Linked DNA regions of Mus musculus: regions 1 and 2 are each linked to region 3. A link is a contact called in public Hi-C data. All regions are on one chromosome and are shown on one strand. The core of a region is the stretch at or near the end of the contact, and the rest is flanking DNA. Distances in the headings are between cores, read along the strand shown. Region 1 holds the start of Spats2l (spermatogenesis associated, serine-rich 2-like). Region 2 has its middle 89 kb from the start of Spats2l. Region 3 overlaps Aox2 (aldehyde oxidase 2).

Region 1 (4,177 bases), core at 544-3,043, 520 kb after region 3:
CAGATGTTCAGTGTTTTCCCCTTCATCTCTTAAATATTCTCTGCATTCAAGTTAATTGTATTTTTATGCAAATTCCCCCTTGGAGCTAGTCGTGTGTGTGTGTGTGTGTGTGTGTGTGTGTGTGTGTGTGTGTGTGTGTGTGTGTTTAAAGCCATACGGAATCTGACATGATTTCTGTTCTGTTGCTCTACAGAAAAAGGTTTTTAACCCAGCTTGAGTTTATTTCAAAACTCTAATTAGAGACTAAAGTAGTATTTGCCTTGTCCAAATAGAAAATCATTCCCAAAGTTGATTTTTTTTGTTCCTGGTTAAAAAACCAACAAACATCAGATATACAGATTTTTTAAAGCATTACAGTTCCTTGATAAGACTGTCTCCCATCTTCCCAGAACAGTGCTTTCTGGTTAAGTAACACAATTTCATAAGGCTCATAAAATATTTTATCCAGAAGGCAACTTTTTAAAGAGTTCTTTCAAAATATTTTTTTCTACTACTTGAATAGTCTTTTTCTATTTCTGACTTCCTGTCCTTTCTTTTCTCTGCCATACTGCACATTTGCTTACTCTCTGGAAACAGAGTCTGAGTAGCAATGAATGCTCCTCTAAAACAAAATTGAATGACGGTATAAAGACCGCACGACCTTACTCTATCTCTGCACAAATTCTAAAATTTCCGTGTCCCTCTCCCCTTTAAAATCTTCGGGGCTGCAAAGGGGTCAGATACTTTAGTATTTTAAATAAGCAAGTGAAATATTACATGTGTTTTATGGAAGGAAAGGACGGCGCTGTGGTTGAAGTTCAAGGGTTTTTCGCTAGTCTCACACTATAGAGATTGTGCTGCACTCAAAGCAAAATGCTGTCTACAAAGAATCTTTAATGAGTGTGTCAGGTCTCCACAACCTTGGCACCTGCTAAAAACCAGGACTGCTGTGAGCCGAAAACCCATCAAGTTCACAAATGCCGACCCTACTGCGCACTGGAAGGCTCCACTCGCAAGGAGGAAGGAAAGGATGGGAGGTTTCCGTCGCATTCCCGTCCAGGTGAAGGCTGGATCCTTCACCCCGGTGTCCGCAGTAAACACGGAACTCCCAGCAGAGCGCCAGAAGCTCTGCTATCTCCCCAGATGCGCAAAACTCAAGTTGTCTCCGCGACTCAGAAACGACCCTCGCTCCGGGCTGCAGTCCGCGGCGCCCGCGGGCTCCGGGGGGCTTTTCTGCCCAGACCCTGCAATGACATCGCTCGGTCCGGCGGCCTGGGCGCCCCCTCCCGCCTGCCCTGCGCGCCCTCGACGCGCGCACGCGAACGCTGGGACCCGATCCCGCCGGTGCCGAGGGGTGCGGGGCGCTCGGGACCTGCGGCCCCGCTCCGGGCAGGCAGATCGGCGGCGCGGAGCTGGAGCGCAGGGGGGCGCCCGCGTGGAGCAGGGCAGGCCGAGTCCGCGATCGGTTCCGCCGCTGTCCCCACCACCCGCCGGGGGAAGGCAAGGACCGCGACCTCCGCGTCCGGTCGGCCAAGCTCGGGCCACACCCAGTGCCCCGGGAGGCGGCCTTCGGGCGCTCGGCTGGTCGATCGCCCCCACCCTGGCCACGCAGGCCCTGGTGAGCCGCCCGACCCGGGGACCCGGGCTTACCTCGTTGCGAGCGCGGCTGCTCTGTCCCGGGCCGGGGCGCGGCGCTGGCGGCCCCTGCAGCGCGGAGAGCGAGCTGAGGGAAAGCGGCGGTAGGGCCGCTGGGCCGCTGGGCAGGCTGGATTCCTTCACTGCCTCAACTCCGCGCCGCCAGCCCCACGCAGGGACACTCCCGCCCGCGCAGCCGCCCCCTCCCGGCGGCCGCCCGCCCCTCCGTGTCACTCACCAGGAGCACACACCCCGCCGGCGCCCCTCGCTCGGGCTTGCACACACGCCGCCGATCACGCCTCCCTGGGTTTTGTATCCGCTCACACGCACGTTCTGACACGGATCCTGTCCCTCCACACGCCCTCCCTAGCTCCTTTCCCACCCTACTTTCTAGAAGAATCCCCCATACAGCTTCAGCACTTCATTGGCTTGCCCCGCACCAACCTTCTCCCCTTCCCCTCCAAACCTCCACCTACCCTAAACTGCCCACTACTGTCCAAACACTGGGTACTACCCGCGTGAGGAGCAAGAGAATCGCTCTTCCCTACCCAGGAAAACGAACTTTGCTGCCCCAGCACCGTCTGCAAAGGCGAGATGCTTCTCCGGACAGAAGGTAGTAATGCTTTCTGGGAGTGAGCCAAGCTCAAATGTAAACAAAGATAGCTTATTCGGAAAAGCCGCGGAAAATCAGGCCCTGGGATGAGCTCTGGGGGCTCAGCCCGACCTTTGAAATCAGACTGAGCTGAAGTGTTTTGGCTCCTCGTCTTCACTCCGGGTCTCACGCGGGCATCTAATCGTGCGTGATCACCCACTGAGCTGCCCTGAGCTACCCAGTGGCAGCGGCTGGTGATGTTTCTGCCTGGGAGTGCAGTAGTTGGGAGAGGAAAGGCAAGCATTATTCATGATGGACGCACTTTAGATCGCACACCTCTTCCAGAGGCAGCAGAGGGAAATGCAGGCTGCTCTCAGGTTTATTTTTGAAGGGTAACTTCCTAGCCGCCCTTTCTCTGAGCAGTAACTGTTCCTTGGGTGAGTGGGGTGGGGGGCTTCCTGGCTCTCAGCCCTCTACAAATATCAAATCAGTCGGTTTCGCCTCTCAAGCTCAGAACAGCGGAATTGTATTCCATTTAAGGGAGTCGTTATTTGAAACGAATTACACTTTCAGGTAACATTCGGATCTACAATACATCATAGCCCAGTTGACAAAGGTCACTCTGATTAAAAGAAGAGATGAAAGGAAATAACTCATTTTCTTACCTGACTGGGAGTTTTCTCCCACCCCATAGGCTGGATTGGTGAATGAGTGTGCTTTATTTAGTATCTGATCCAACCCTTCAGATAAACTCAGTGGGTAGGTATGTTTTTTTTTCGCTTATTTGCAAATAAAGAAAGGAGACAAAAAGTTAAATAGCTTGTCTAAGTTTTCAACTAGTAACTAGAGGAAGAATTTGAACCCAGTCTGGCCCAACCTTTGTGCAGACGGAAAAGCCAGCTTCTGTACAAGTCAAGGACAAATGCCACCCTATTGCTTATTGAATTTGAAAGAATTAATTAGTAACTTGGAATGATTCAACTTGGAGTGTGGTGCACATTTCAGGGCTTCTTGCAAAGTAAGTCGTTTAAGTTTTGAGCGAAGGTTCCCCCATGACTAGAATTCCAAAAACAAGTAATAAATTATCGTTTCCCTCAGGATGGGCTTTGGAAATAACATTGAACTCTGGCTTCATTCCTTTCTTCTACCACTTCATAACCTTCCTGGGACTCCAAATCCAACTTGCTTACTGAAGTCTGACAGAAAAAATGCTTTCAAGACCAGAGGGATGAAAGGGTTTTCAGAAGCCAGGCCTGGCCTTTTCATATTTGAGGGTGGCTTTCCAGTAAGTCATACCTATAATAATAACTGCTTTGTGGGCCAAGAGCAGAGAAGTCAAAACGTGGGACTGATGTAAAAACAGAGTAACAGTTACCGAAGGACAAACCTGACTCCAGCTCATCTCCAGGGCGTGGTGGCCCTGCCCAGAAAGGGCAACGGTCTGAAAACCCAAAGGAAACAATGCTATCTTTCAGGAGTTAGACCCGGCGTAGCAAGAGAAATCAGACTGCTGAACGTCTTATTGAGAGTTTCAAATCAAACTCAGACCTTTGATTGCTCAAAGTAATTTGGTTTGAAAAAAAGTAAAACCTTAAGGTTTAAAGCACTTGCTGAAATATCAGTAAAAGCGTCTTGCACATCAAATAACTAACAAGACAGCGTTTTGATGAGTCAAGAGTAAACAATCTTTAAAATCATATAAAATAGATCTGTACTAATATTACCCGGAAAGGTAAAAACCCAAAGAAATGGAATGTGAAAAAACAGCAACAACAAAACAAAACAAAAACAAAAACCAATTTGTGTTTTTAAGTAGATGTTGGAGAATTGTTTGAAAAAAGTACATTGTATGAAATGATAACCAAGAGTTTATGCCAGTATGATTCTCTTCAGAATTATTTTGCAAGATTATACTCATTTTACTGTTTGATTAACTAGATTTAAAAACTAGAGATCCCTTTTGTAGCAAAC
Region 2 (4,465 bases), core at 1,793-4,292, 610 kb after region 3:
TTCCTGGTTCTGACATTCCCCTATACTGGGGCATAGAACCTTCACAGGACCTAGGGCCTCCCCTCCCATTGATGACCATCAAGGCCATCCTCTGCTACATATACAACTAGAGTCACAAATTCCACCCTGTGTTTTCTTTGATTGGTGATATAGTTCCAAGGAGCTCTGGGGATACTGGTTAGTTCATATTGATGTTCCTCCTATGAGGCTTCAGACCCCTTCAACTCCCTGGGTACTTTCTCTGGCTCCTTCATTGGGGACCTTGTGCTCTGTCCAATGGATAACTGTGAGCATCCACTTCTGTATTTGCCAGGCACTGGCAGAGCCTCACAGGAAACAGCTATATCAGGGTCCTGTCAGCAGGCTCTTGTTGGCATCTGTCTAGTTGTCTGGGTTTGGTGGTTGTTTATGGAATGGATTCCCCCCAAATTATATCTATTTATTTTGTATGAAAGAGGGGAGAGAAGGATAGAGGAGGGAGGGAGATTTGCTACCATGTGGGTCATGGGAATGGAACTCAGCCTCCTGAGTTCAAGCTTGGGAGAAACCCCTTTACTCACTGAGCTATTGTCAGCTGCTATTATTATTATTATTATTATTATTATTATTATTGATTTTTATACAAGCTTGCTCTCTCTTGCTTTCTGAACTGTTTGGGTGTAAGTCTCTGATGCTGTTTTACCCCTCCTGCTTGAGTATATTTGCACATTTATGTCTTTATTTAGTGCTGGGGTGGGATAGATAGAGTATAATACCGACAGGAAGCAGTCCTGTGTGAGCACTGTGTGAAGGTGTTGTCTTCTTAATGGCATCTGTTGGTGCAGTCCCTGCGACGAAGAATCCTGAACAGCCATTGTCTCTTTTGGTCTTCATGCACGGTTCCAGTTTCTTTACAGAGAGAAGACTGTTGTGACCAATGGCAAACTAAATATCTCTTGGGGTCTACAGTGCATTTCTTAAAGTACAAAATTGTCCTTACATAACACAGCAAAATGGCCCAAAGCAGGAAATTAACATTGGCGCAATACCTTGCAGATCTAATTCGGGCTCTCCTTACTGTTCTAATAATGCTCTGCCCTGCATGAGAATGTTAGGTCATGCATCGCAGTTAGCTATTCTGTTGTTCTCAGTACATAATCATTTGTCTTCGTACTTCATGATGTATTACTGTGGTGTGTGAGTGCATGTGCATGCATATGTGCGTGTGTGTGTGTGTGCGTGTGTGCGTGCATGTGTGCATGTGTGCATGTGTGTGCTCACACAGAGTCAGTCCCGGGGAATCTGCCTGCCTCTGCCTCCATGTTGCTTGCTGGGATTATAGGTGGGTACCAGGTTTTTTATATGAGCCTTGGGCTATGAACTCAGGTCCTCAAGCTCGCACAGCAAGCTCTTTGCTAACTGAGTCATCTCTCTGGCCCCATACATGAACACTAAAAAGAAGATGGGGCCAATGTTTTTCAGGCAGCCTGTTGACGCAGATAATTGGATGCTTCCTCATGCCTTTGTGGCAGGGGTACCACACGTGTAGTGCTGTGTCTTTCTCAGCATATCTGATCAGCAGGCACATGGTGACACTTTCTTCCAGTCTAGTGAGTCATTTGGCTGTTTCATCAAGGTATGTTTTGCTAGATAGCACAACTGTAAAGTTTACTGTTTTTCTCTTGAAAAATAATAGGCCTTGCAGGGAGCTATTTTGAGACAATAAATGTCCTGTTTCTCCTTATAGTTTTATCATCCAGAGAAGTTATTGATGATTCTTGCATAAGTCAATCATGTTTCTTATCCATTGGTGATTTTCTAAATCCATCATCCCATCTACATTTATTAACCACATTCTTAATATAAGGAGGGGCTTTCTGTTTTCCATTTGATTAGTCCTATGCCCTTGTCACTTATGGAGTCTTATTTATAGTATTATTTAACTTATTAGTATTGGGTAGATTTTAAGGTGCTTGAGTGGGCTTATAGGTATACAAAAAGTCAGGGAGATATAGAAGAGACAGTATATGACTGGTATGGTGAGTCTAACCCATTTTGTATCTTTTAAAACTGTCCTTGGCTAGGTCTGGAGGATGCACCCACTGGAAGATGGTTAGGGAGAGTAGGCCCAGGGTGAGTGGGGGATGGACTGGTCTGTGTGGGTTGTTTAAATGCTATGGGTAGGGAAACAGAGGTATTATAACCCTCGGGAGGAAAGTGATTAATTTTGATAGTTTGGCAAGAATGTCTTGTGGAGTGAACAGATCACTTAGATGTGGGAAAAGAGAAAGAGACCATAAAGAAGAGCAGAGAAAGCTCTGAGAACAAAAGTGCCCCCTTAAAAAATGTGCCCATCACAGTCCTTCTAAAATTTTGGCAAGGTGATCGGCTCTTGGATATCAATTACAAAGGCTGCTGAGATGTGATAACCACCTCGGGGTTTGACTGCATTTTTACAGTCTGCAGATTAGGGGTCAGAAGTTCAGGAAGCGAAAATCCCTCCTGGTCCAGGGATCTAAAAAACGACCCCTCTCCTTAGTTTCCAATACCATAAAACAAACCCGATACTCACCTTAAAGCCGTAGACGGCTTTTTTTGAGAAGTCTCCTTCATGGAATCTTGAGCATCTAGGAATTTCCCTTTAAACATTTGCTTCTGACTCCTGAAAAGCTACCCACAGGCCATACGCAAGAGGACACTCTGTAATGGTTGGTCATCATTTAGTTTTATTTATTTTATTCACATTAATCAGAAGCAGATGTAACCCAAAATGCAAGTTCTTATTTTAGAGTTCATGTTAATCCAGAAGATGCAGAAATACAGTACGATAGCTGAACTTCCAAAGAGCCAAAAGAGTTCTCTAGTTTCTCCAAGTAATACTGTAAACCTGAAAACATTTCTAGCACATGCTTTCTGTTTGCATGCTCTTGTGTTTGAAGGACGGAAAAGTGGATTAGTGTGGTTTAAGATGTCTGGAAGCAAAAGTTGGACTATGTCTGCTACCCTCTTATCCAGAACACATAATACTCCCAGAGAAAATTCAAGCTCAAGATTCTGAATCCCAGATTGACTTCAGGAGAGGCTGCCTGGCTGCAGATGTAGGTCACACTGTTTTGGCATCCTGTGTGGGTTTCCAGCTGTCTGCTGGACTCGGAAACCGAGGGATTCGTGTTTAAGTTACGGCACGCTGGAGAGCAGAGTCCGTTTTCAAACCTGAAGCTATTCACTTACTGAAATTCACTTTTCTCTACCGTTCTCACTTCTAGTTTTTCATTCGTTTTGTGGTCAGAAGTTTTAGTTCATCAAATGGATACAGTATTTCCCTTTCTTTCTTTTCATTAATTTATAAACCTCAGTTTTGATAAAAGTTAAGTTAATCTGATTAGAACAATAACAACAACAAACAAACAAAACAATACAAAAAATCTCAACAGAACAGAACAAAACCCTAGCCTATTATAGTTTAGATTGCTCTTGATACAAACAAAGAGATTCTAATGCAGGAAGACTCATTGAGTACTGGGCACAGGAGGGCAGGGAAGATAGGGCCATACTGCATTGTAGTTTGCAAGTTGCATGCTTAAGGATCCTGATAAATTGGGGGGGGGGGGAAATGGTTAAGTGTCATAAAAATGTCACAGAAAACCCAAAGAGAGAACAATTTGGAGAAAGAGAGTAAGAAGAAGAAATTTGGTGGCAACTGTAGGACTGTCACCAAATTCATGTGGTTGTAGGATCCCTTGCTCTGCCACACAACCAATTGTGACCCTCCAGCTAGAGAACTGTGCTTAATATCATATTAAAGGTTATCCCACCAATCTATGTATACATAGACACATATTTGCGGTTCATGGAACAAAAGGTAAGCAAGAACTAAATGCAAAGGCACTTGTCACGGCAGTATGCGATCTGCGCCTGTAATCCCAGCACTCAGCAGACTGGGGAAAGAAGACTCCGTGCTCCAGGTTAGCCTAGCCTCCACAAGAAGATTCTATTGGGAAGAAAGGTATGTTATGATAAGAATCAAAAGTTATGATAAGAATCAAAAGTGGTTCATATAATCCAAGAGTAGGAAAACACCACACTTCTGGAACAGTGGAGGCAAGATGCTCCAGGAAAGTCACTAGGACCTCTCTATCTCCTACACTACAGAACGATGTATCCTTTTTATAGTCTCTGCTCTCATTTTTCAGAAGTGGATGGCAGATTAGCTAAGAGGATGGTATTCACAGTCTGGGCAGACAGCATCGACCCAGAGCAATCTTATTGTAAAGCATGAAGGTAGGGCAGGCAAAAGGGTGGTCACCAATGGAGGGACTAGCCCTGTAAGTTGGAACAACTCCTAAAATGTGTCTCAGCAAATGCCTACTGTGTGTAAGACATGCAGTTGCAGAGCCTGTCTGCTCTCACACGAATGAAGAGGACTCAAGTTCAGACATGATCACTATGAGGCAAGGTGTGACAAAAGGTATATTAAAAGGTCTAG
Region 3 (4,416 bases), core at 816-3,315:
CTGCCTCAGGCTTCCCATTGGCTGGTGGTGTTGGGTGTGGGGAAGTTCGGGGGTCACAGGAGTGGGGCGAAGGGAGCTGTGTGGGTGAGCACCCAGGAGGAGAGGCACAGTGCTCCTTGCCAACTGACCAGAAAGTAATCAACATTTTGACAACAGTTGGGAGTTAAACGTGTGAGGATTGGCAGGATGTGAGCAAGAACTTCAGGGTTTCTCCTCAGTAGGACAGAAGGGTTCAAATCAATATAGGAAAGTATGTGGTCACCCAAGACAACCAGAGTTGACCTTTTAAAAGAAATCCTTCACCTCTCTCAAGTTTACATAATGAAACCTTAGCACACAGGGCTGGAGTTGAGCTCACTTGCAGGCCCCGGATAGCTGCTGTGAGACTGATTTTTAACAGGTTTCTGCTTGGATTTTTAATTTTCTCTTGTTGATTCATCTCTGAGAGTATTCAACCCTCCCACATAGCTATATTTTGTCAATATTAAATGTTCTTGGCACAATATATCCTTTGTCTTTGCCAACACCCTCTCACTCCCTCTCTCCCCTCCTTCACCCCCGACCCCTGTTTCACTAACCTCAGTTAACTTCCTGGATGGAGAAGACCAGTAATTCATGTGCCAAGAAAATCTCACCTGAAATCTGTAACTAAATAGTCCCTCATTTTCAGAATGTCGGCCTGGAGTGCTTGTCCTGTCTCAGCATCTCATAGAAGATAATTCTTATGAGATCTGGTCTCACCTCAGAACCCCTACCTATGGCCTGTTGATTCCTTATCCCAGTGGTTCTATTAGAATCTACTGTTCACTTCTGTAAAACCTCTGGCCTTAACCAGACGGAGTGGCACATGTCTGTAACCCCAGCACTTGGGAAGTTGAGACAGGGTGATTTTGAGGCCAGCCTGGGCTACCTAAGGAAACTGTGCTTCTAAAACCAAACCAAACCAAACCAAACCAAACCAAACCAAACCAAACCAAACCAAACCAACCAAACCAAGCCAAATAATCTTCCCAACCGCAAACTAAAACTCAAACCCAAGGGCTGGAGAGATGTCAGTGGTTAAGAGCAGTGGCTGCTCTACCAGAGAATCTGGGTTGAATTTTCAGCAACCACGTGGTAGCTCACAACTGTCTGTACCTCCAATTCCAGGGGATCTTGTACCCTCACACAGGCATATACGCAGCAAAACATCAATGCACATGAAATAATAATAAAAAAAACCAACAACAAATACTCAAACCCTAAATGCCTGCTGTATCTCTGCAGGAGCCCAGTAGAGCTAACCTTGTTCTCTGTCAAATGATTCATTGTCCCGAGAAGACCCTGGCTCTCTTTAGGGAAAAACAAACCAGACACAACATCGTATAAACATCTTACTGCTGTTATTTAAGCCAGAAATACAGAGACCAGAGTGGATCATCACTGCCTCTTTTGGCTTTTTGTTGCTTTCTGTTTTTGAGACAGTCAGTCTCTTGTTGCCAAGGCTGACCTTGAATTCTGATCCTCCCTCTCCATCCTTCCACGTTGTTGGGATTCCAGGCATGAGGGCAGGAGCCACCATACCCTGATCCTGCTTCTGGTTTTGACACAGACAGCAGCAGCAGCAGCAGCAGCAGCAGCAACAACAACAACAACAACAAAACAACCCCATGCAGCTCAACCCTCTAGCGGGGCTCCAAAATGCCAGCTCCCTGTTCTATATAGCTCTGTCCTCACGGGAGTTCATACTCTGACCGAGGCCAGACAGGCCATCTGGGCCTTTGTTGTGGTGCTTCCATTGTTCACATTACCTCCTCAGTGTTTCTATATGGTTTTAAACTTTGACTCTATGCCTCATGGGCCCATCAGCAGTGACTTTGGGACACTTCATATTAATGCCTTTAAAAGAAAATTAGGCTGAGCCAACTGTGGATATATGAATGAACGTGTAGTTTAAAGAGACCTTTACATCAAAGGTGGGACTGTTGTAGAGATATATGACTCCTGAGGGTGCTGCCGTGAGCACAGCTGGTTCCAGACACCCCAGTGGTGCTCACACTGCTGGCCACAGGAAGTTTCCTGAGGACCACTAGAGGGTGCTCACGCCTTAGCTTTAAGCGAGTCATTGGCCACAAGTTGCACAGACTTCAGAGCCTGGCTGGCTTCCTTTGGCGGAGGGACCAAGCTGGGCAGTTAATGTGAAAAGGCAGTGGGGCTTCTGAACTGTGAGCTGGTGACCTTGTAACCTGATGCCCTTGGGCGAGCACATTTTCTTTTTGCACCGCAGGTTCTTCATCTATAGGGGAAAGATTAAGCTATGTTGAGGATTTTGAATTGTGCCTCATATAAGGGCCCCAGAGACAGGAGGGCTGAGGAAAAGTGACCCTTTCCTATGGAACAACCTATTTTCATTACTGACTTTACTGATACTTGGTATCAGAGAAAAGTCAGAAAGCGGGAAGACTGGCCAGTGCTTGGCCAAAGAGTATGGAGGGTCTCTGGCTACAACCTTGACTTTGGCCATGAGGTTTGCAGAGGAGACACACTTTCACTTCAGAAAAAGAATGCAGTATGGGCCGGAGCTAATAAGATAGGTACCTGAGGGTGATCTGCCGAGGTTAGCCATTCACTACTTCCTAGCAGGGCTGGAACTTACCTCCACTGGTTTTAGTCACCATTCTTAGATCAGGAATTCTAGCAGGAGACAGGAGGACAGGGTAAAAGTGTCCTTGAGACTTCATGGCTGGTCCTGAAGGAAAAAAATACATTTTAGAGAGAGAGAAAAAAATGCCCTTTCTTTTACATTGAACATTTCTCATAAAAACATTCAGACACAAAGCTTAAACTTTGATAATAAATATGTATGGAAGTGAAAGCAATGACCATATATATATACTCCTCTGCCCAATGTATGCATTCCCTGACTTGTACTCCTGCTATGTAGACCAATAGGAAATAAAACCGTGAGAGGCTCCTCAAACTCCCTTACACATAAGACTGGCCAGTGCTTGGCCAAAGAACCTGGAAATACTTCTAAGAATGTTTGTGGCTGAGAGTAGTGGTGCATGCCTTTGATCTCGGCACTCAGGGGCAGAGCCAGCTGAATTTGAACTCTGTGAGTTCAAGACCAGACTGGCCTGCATAGTGAGTTCCAGGCTGGTCAAAGTGACAACACTTTTTTGACTGCCTCAAAATAAGCAAAACAACAACAACAACAAACAACAAAAGACCAAACCAAAACAACAAACAAAAACAAAACACACACACACACACAAAACACCCCAAAAAACCAAACCAAACCAAAATAGAGAATGTTCATATGACTCGGTGTCAAGCACCTGCTGATCATGTGTGAGGCTCTAGGTTTGATCCACAGCATGGAAATAAAAAGACATTTATAAAACCTGGGGGCCCTGGAAATAGCTGGAGCTATTTTAACAGACTGGAGGGGCAAATCTTTCCGTGCTCATATAATGGAGTAGAACCCATGAACGTGCAAAAACAGGGGATGAGTTTCAGGTCAAGAATGTTGACTGAAAGACACAAATTTCAGAGTAAAAGCGACAGTCTCTGTACAGTATATACAAAATTAACTGACACGTTGTTCAGTTAATTCAGACGTATGTGGTAATCATAAAAAATGAGGAAGAGGCTGACCAATGACAAACAGTTCACCTGAGGGGTGTCATCAGGAGGGAAGGGAGGGAGGAGCAATGGCTGTGCCTCTCAGAAGGCCAGTGGTTAGAACACCAATTACACGTTTGTGGAGAATGCTGGGCATCAAACCCAGAGCTTGAACAGGCTAGGTTAGCATTCTACCACTGGACTCTGTCTGTGTGTGTATGTGTGTGAAGCAAAGTTATTAACATGGCTATGGGTAGTCAGTAGGTATGTTTGTTAATACATCCACAAATATTTTATGACATTCTTTATGTCTATTTAATATTTAACCGTAGCAAAAGAACAAGAGATAAAATGAATTAAAACATTTTTTTTTAAAACCCTCTCATATCATCCCCAGCTATCCTGAATACTACTAGGGTGCATGTCCATCACCTTTGAAAGTCACTGAATTTGCTAGACAGGTGAATATTTCATCTCTAAGCAGCAGATTGGGAACGGATCAGGGACCAGGAAGTTCAACCAGGCAGACTGTGACCACTTACCCAGGGCTGTGTTGCCCGAGATGAGAGGAGCTTCAGGGTACTTAGCTTTCAGCACCAAGAGTTCTTGGAGGGTTCCTGGGGCGATCCAGGTGATTCTCTCTCCATAAAAGGTTAGGGTTTGCTTCTCTGGGTTCTCAGCCATCCTCTGAGGGCAAATGACAGGATATCTACCTGTGTACATACCAGCCACTCTGGGCCACAGCAGGCCCTGGGTGGGTTGTGTCCTTCTAGGAAGACTTCAAGGTTCTGGGGGACACTTGTCCAGAAAGAC

What was found. A called contact is a pair of places that touch in the nucleus more often than the background predicts.
Region 1: a Hi-C map of uterus shows a contact between it and region 3. The contact joins the promoter of Spats2l here to the enhancer-like site in region 3. A contact is called at or near these places in 6 of 39 promoter capture datasets (the HPC-7 cell line, cranial neural crest, embryonic stem cells and 3 more), 4 of 484 Hi-C or Micro-C datasets (cortical neurons, embryonic stem cells, palatal mesenchyme and 1 more), 7 of 115 datasets of contacts at active chromatin or transcription factors (embryonic hindbrain, embryonic limb bud, embryonic stem cells and 2 more) and 1 of 9 other capture datasets (embryonic stem cells).
Region 2: a contact with region 3 is called in a Hi-C map of uterus. The contact joins two enhancer-like sites. A contact is called at or near these places in 1 of 484 Hi-C or Micro-C datasets (uterus) and 1 of 9 other capture datasets (embryonic stem cells).

The regions. Positions count from the first base shown.
Region 1 is chr1:57,772,477-57,776,653 of GRCm38.p6, reverse strand. Spats2l (spermatogenesis associated, serine-rich 2-like) reads right to left here and starts at 1,793. Exons shown (of 14, transcript NM_144882.4): 1 at 1,630-1,793.
Region 2 is chr1:57,683,173-57,687,637 of GRCm38.p6, reverse strand. No RefSeq gene overlaps it. Among named protein-coding and RNA genes, the nearest start is that of Spats2l, 89 kb to the left of the region's middle. Within about 2 kb of position 3,042, at least 12 of the 459 cell types and tissues checked have an H3K27ac peak or open chromatin away from gene starts, as enhancers often do. A contact at or near this core is called in uterus, where this site is marked.
Region 3 is chr1:58,294,175-58,298,590 of GRCm38.p6, reverse strand. It overlaps Aox2 (aldehyde oxidase 2), which reads right to left. Exons shown (of 36, transcript NM_001008419.2): 9 at 4,146-4,290; 10 at 2,636-2,728. The region is part of intron 2 of Gm15759 (a long non-coding RNA gene); the gene reads left to right. Among named protein-coding and RNA genes, the nearest start is that of Aox2, 18 kb to the right of the region's middle. Within about 2 kb of position 2,065, at least 24 of the 459 cell types and tissues checked have an H3K27ac peak or open chromatin away from gene starts, as enhancers often do. A contact at or near this core is called in uterus, where this site is marked.